Linked DNA regions of Mus musculus: region 2 is linked to region 1. A link is a contact called in public HiChIP or PLAC-seq data. All regions are on one chromosome and are shown on one strand. Each heading gives the region's core, a stretch centred on a gene start, on an enhancer-like site or on the middle of the called end of the contact. The rest is flanking DNA. Distances are from core to core; before and after follow the strand shown.

What was found. HiChIP or PLAC-seq counts read pairs in DNA pulled down with a chosen protein or histone mark.
Region 2: a contact with region 1 is called in an H3K4me3 HiChIP or PLAC-seq map of bone marrow-derived macrophages, with 7 times the contacts expected there. The contact joins two enhancer-like sites. A contact is called at or near these places in 2 of 115 datasets of contacts at active chromatin or transcription factors (bone marrow-derived macrophages and large pre-B cells).

Annotation. Positions count from the first base shown.
Region 1 is chr16:21,498,433-21,501,213 of GRCm38.p6, reverse strand. Vps8 (VPS8 CORVET complex subunit) reads right to left here. Exons shown (of 47, transcript NM_001285893.1): 22 at 804-1,026. Among named protein-coding and RNA genes, the nearest start is that of Vps8, 77 kb to the right of the region's middle. Within about 2 kb of position 1,328, at least 42 of the 459 cell types and tissues checked have an H3K27ac peak or open chromatin away from gene starts, as enhancers often do. A contact at or near this core is called in bone marrow-derived macrophages, where this site is marked.
Region 2 is chr16:22,096,379-22,099,159 of GRCm38.p6, reverse strand. All of the region lies in intron 2 of Igf2bp2 (insulin-like growth factor 2 mRNA binding protein 2), which reads left to right. Among named protein-coding and RNA genes, the nearest start is that of Igf2bp2, 66 kb to the left of the region's middle. Within about 2 kb of position 1,354, at least 50 of the 459 cell types and tissues checked have an H3K27ac peak or open chromatin away from gene starts, as enhancers often do. A contact at or near this core is called in bone marrow-derived macrophages, where this site is marked.

The sequences.
Region 1 (2,781 bases), core at 79-2,578:
CAGAAAGGCATGTGCTCAGAGGACTGGGCTTTACCTCGGATGCTCACCGACATTAGGAATATATTGTGGTATTCTCAAGGCTTTCATTCTGTGGGCTCTGCAACCTTCTCAAAAGGGTTTGGTTCTCCCAAGACATGTGAAAGCCAGGCATACCTTAAACTCTTGGAGTATCACACTCACTAGGTAGTTTAATATGATTAAAGAATTAAATACCATCAGTCACAACTACCTAAACCCAGATATATTACCAACCACAGGTGCCTGAACCTCAGATATAGCATCAGCCACAGCTGCCTGAGCTCAGACATACCCTCAGCCGCAGCTGCTGAGGCCCGCACACCATCATCCGCAGTTTTCGGCTTATTCTAAGAAGCCCTGTGATTTGCCTCTCACAACAGCCTCTACATTTCAAAACTCTACTCTGCTCCATGTACTAGCTGTTTTTTAAATGGCGTCATTCTTTAAATGTAAACATGGTCTATTATTAATGAGTAGGTATCCATGGTTGAAAAACAGCCTTCCAGATGAAGGCCATGTTACTGAATGCACTGAGTGAGGACCAGGCAAAAAGCATTTCCTGGGTGATCCAACAATAAGCAGCCATGAGCTCTGGAGAAGGTCCAAGAAGCAGAAGACACACTCTCTGGCTCGGGAGCATTTACTACCTGGGTTTGACTTACACAAGCGCCTAAGAAGTACATTATTATAAAAAGGCTCACTAACTGGGTCTGAAGAAGGCAGACAGAGAGGCCTTGGGTCAATGACGGTGGAGTGCCTCCTCTGTGGGCAGACGCTCAGCTTACCTGCTGAATGTCGAGGCTGGTGATGTCCATGTGGACAATGAGGGCTTCCACATTCTCCAGCAGTTTTTTATCTTGGAAATGAACAATTAAGTCCTTCATGACCTGGGGAGTAATCCCCACCAGTTTATCACTTAAGATATATGGCTCAAGGCACTCCAAAAACACGCCTTTTGCGACGGAATTTTCACTTAATTTGTCGTACATTTGACCAAATAGAAGATCCCTATAACAGAAAGAAAAAAAAAAGCAGTTTTAGGACTATTCCAAATACCGATTAAACTTAGTCTAAGTATGTCACATCTTTTCCAGACTTCAGTTTACATCAGCTTAACAAAAACACTAGCAATGTTTGCCCTGAAGTTTACATTGCCATACTGCACACAGTCAATCTTCCCAACAATTTTACACATAAGAAGTCCTGCCAGACACGGTGGTGCATTCCAGCAACCTAACACTCAGAAAGCTGAGCCCAGGCGAGTATGAGCTCAAGGCCATAAAACAGACCACACAGGACCAGCAAGATGACCCAGTAGGGAAGGGAGCGTGCCAGCAAGCATGCCAGCCTGAGTCTGATCTCAGGTCCCACGGGGTAGAGAGCAGAATGATTCTGACCCTCGGGCCAAACGAAGTTGACAAAGCTCAGCTCCTTGCTAAAACCACACTGGGATTATCAGTGAGAATCTGAACCCAGCTCTCTGGCTCACATCCTGTGTGCGATTCTTAGGGCAACTGCTTCTTAAAGCAGTAAGTAGGTAAAGGGCAGACACCATGAAGTAGGGCAGAAGTATCAAAGGACCACGCGCCCTTCCCCCACTCCTGCCACCGACATTCCCAGTGACCTCAGGCTCCATGAGCTCTGATCCTTCACTTTCCCAGGAAAGCTACAAGTTCAGCAAACAGCACGGATGTTAACAGACAAGACACGTCTGCAACAGAGGAAGGGCAACACGCAGTAGTGGTAAGGCTAAGGCAAGTCCACCCAGAGGCTAGCACCAAAGAGCAAGAAAAATCAGACTCAGCAACTCCTATCTGTCTCACTACTTCAAAATTAAAAGGAAGCAAAATTCTACAGCATGAGCTCAGTATTCTGGGAGAAAATGTGTTACGCATCGGGAAAGGAAGACAAGAGGAAGGTACACCCTGTTTCTGTATTTACGCTTTATGCTCCAGGGTACTGATATGTTTCCTAGAAGGACTAACTTCAGCCTTGCCCTGCACTATTTTTGGCTTTACCTCCTGTAACATGAAGTCTGCTGAATAAGAGATGAGGTCATTCGAAAGAGCTCAGTGTTACTAATGCTCTATTAATAGGGATATTTTGGAGAGCTTATTTTTTTTGCTGCAAACAGAAAAAAAAAGGCTAAACTCACACATTGTTTTATAACTTCTTAAAATGTGAAGAACTTAGCTGACAATAACTGCAGACTCTGAGAGGAGAGGGCACTGTCTATCTGAGACTTGCCAATCTGTACTAAGACAAAGCTGAATATCCGAGGACTACGTCCTGTCCACTTGGGCTACTGAGGTACTGCAGGCTCAGAATGCCACGCAACTGAGTCGTTTAGGCTTAATCGCTTCAGATACGAACCATGGTGATAGAAACTCAATGTGACTAGCACCATTACAGTTTACTAAAATATAATCCAAATACTGCACCGTTTTTACAGTTTAAAAGTATGATTACTTCACATGGCCTCTAGACCACTGCAAAATAAAACTGGCATTAAGTCTAGTAAAAATGATATTTGCATTGTGTGCAATTTGCTCCTAAGGGGAATCTCAATGGGAGGCATCCTTTTCAAATTGGGGAAATGAAGAAGAACGATTAAGTGTAGAGCAAACAGAAACACAAGGGTACACCAGTTTTAGGAGAAAGATACAGAAAGAGAAGTTACATACATTTAATAATTCTCTGCTCAAGGAAGCCCAAACTACTGACCACTGTAAACCTGTCTATGGCAACTCTAAACTGTTCTAA
Region 2 (2,781 bases), core at 105-2,604, 600 kb before region 1:
CCCCAAATTTTCAGGATCCTCCATTGCCTTAAAATAGTCTATATCTACTTGTAGAATCTATGGTTGCATAGCAAGCCCAAATTAGCTCAAATATAAACTCTGTATATGTACAGATTCTGTGGGTCAAGAATGGTGTAGTAAGTGCTGGGCGTGATGGCCCACGCCTTTAATCCCAGCACTTGGAAGGCAGAGGCAGGCAGATTTCTGAGTTCAAGGCCAACCTGGTCTACATAGTGAGTTCCAGGACAGCCAGGGCTACACAGAGAAACCCTGTCTCAAAAAACAAAACAAAACAACAAAACAAATAAGCAAACAAAAAAGCTATCCTAGCAGTCTACATTTTGAGCTGGAGAGATGACTCAGCGGTTAAAAGCACTGACTATTCTTCTGAAGGTCCTGAGTTCAAATCCCAGCAACCACATGGTGGCTCACAACCACCCGTAATGAGATCTGACGCCCTCTTCTGGAGTGTCTGAAGATAGCTACAGTGTACTTACATATAATAAATAAATAAATCTTAAAAAAAAAAAAAAAGAATGGTGTAGTAAGAGATTTTGTCTTTGCCCTATGTCTGGAATTTCTACTGGGAAGACTCAATGGCAGGGGTAATTGGGCATGGTAGTCTCCAAAACTCATTGATACTGCCCATCGTTAAACTTCGTTTCATGGCTAGCTGCTGGGAAGATTCAGACTTGTGTTGGTCTGGTGACCCAGCTTCCTAGTCTGTGGACTTAGTTCCCTGAAGGCAGAGGCTGGGGTGTGGAGCTCTGCCTGCCCCAGCAGAGGCTACGCTGCAGATTGAGCATGGAACCCTGTTCCTGCTCACCCTCTCTGTCTGAAGCTCAACCCAGGGGCTGCGCCGTAGGACTCTGGTGGGTTTCAGTGTCCACTAAGTATGGTGTCCTTTTCCAGGTGCAGGCCTCCCTGGGCCTGAGTCACCTCTGGTTTTGCTTGTGGGACTCGCCCTTGGGTTCTCCCTCTCCTTGATTGGCAGCTGCTCCCTGGGAAGCTTTGCTTGATATTTTTTTCTGCAGTTCTGCACAGCAGGCTTCTACATTTCATCCTTCATCCTTCTCGGCTCCCAGATGATAATTTATAACTGGCGCTGGATAAGGATTTCTAAAACTTCTCTTAAGTTCGGCTGTTTGCCCTGTTTGTTAAAATTCTAATTCGAGTAAGGCTCATTGAGATGTTTGGGGTTTTTGTGATCCATCTGTAGCCTGAACCACAGGAGGCCTGTGCTGGCCCTCTGCCCCGCCTTCTCTTTGCAGCAGGCTTGCTCTGACTGCAGTTTGGAATCGTCTTGTCTAGCTGCCTGCCTCTCAGCTCACTGCCTCACGGCACAGCTTTGATGAAAGGGGAAATGAATCACCAGTGTTGGATCAGGTGTTGACTTCCTGTGTACAACTTCCTGTTAGTGGGTGCACACAGATGGAATTTTTCGAATACTAATAAATCATTGACATTGATTTGATTTGCCTACATCTTGTGATGGCCCTGGCTGAGGAGAGGAAGGGTTTTCTTGATTACTTAGACATTCGCTCTCGGATCAAGCGACACACAGTAAATACACCTGTGTCTTCCTTTTGGAATGGCTGCAAAGGGGTTCAAGCTACTGGAGCTCAAGCGTCTTCTCAGATGCCTGAGATGGGAATCCCAAAGTCATCATTGTGGGAGCAGAGAAAAGCGCCTGGGCTGGAGTGCTAAGATGGCTGCCCGTGAGGCAGAGCAGGCTGCAGAGCAGGGTTGAGCTGCAGCTGTGAGTGTGGTGGAGGCCAGAGAGGCTGAGAGCAGACTGGTTCAGGTGACTGAAGGCCTGGACAAGTGGAAAGCAGTTTGAGAGTCAACAGAGTGGCTTTCTGGGGTTGGGGGTGTGTGTGGGGGGGGAGGTGTGTGTGGGGAGGTTGGGAGCTCTCTGTCTGTTAGGTTGGGTTGTCACCTGTATGTTAGGTGCTCTTTTTTTTTTTTTTTGGTTTTTTGTGACAGGATTTCTCTGTGTAGCCCTGGCTGTCCTGGAACTCGCTCTGTAGACCAGGCTGGCCTCGAACTCAGAAATCCTCCTGCCTCTACCTCCCAAGTGCTGGGATTAAAGGTGTGTGCCACCATGCCCGGCCCTAGGTGTCCATTTTATGGGAGCCTTGTGAGGGTGCTGCCCCCTTGCCCCAGCTTCATGTCTCTTCAGGCCTGGTTTTCTGATTTAACTTTAACACACCATGTGCTCATACACTTTAGTAACTCTGTAGAGGTGTGCCCTTCTATAAGGGGCAGCCATTGTCAGTGTACTGTGTGGCTGTGCTAGGCAGGTGAGGCCCTTCACATGTCTGAGAAAATGTTCTTGACAAAATCCTCCGAATTGGTTATAAATCACATTTTTATCTAGGAAGTTACCCCTAATTAATGTTCCTCAGTTTAAAGGCAGTAGATATATTTGAAATTTGGAGAAAACAAATTCAGTTGTTGTTGTTTTTAAAGCAATTTTTATTCTGTCTTACCATAGTCTGCTCATCTATTTTTCAAAAAGATTCTCTGGGATTTTTTTTTAATTAGGTATTTTCTTCATTTACATTTCAAATGCTATCTCAAAAGCCCCCCATCCCCTGATTTTTTTTGTTTTTTAAAGGTGAATTTAAATCCCTATATTTGTCTTGGTGCTAGGAGACTGATCCCAAGGCCTTGATCATACCAGGCAGTCTGGAGCTGTTCAGTCTCAGGAGATTTTTATGCATTCAAATTGTGTAACTTGAGCTCTAGAAGCTAATTAAAAAAAAAAATCAAGCCGGG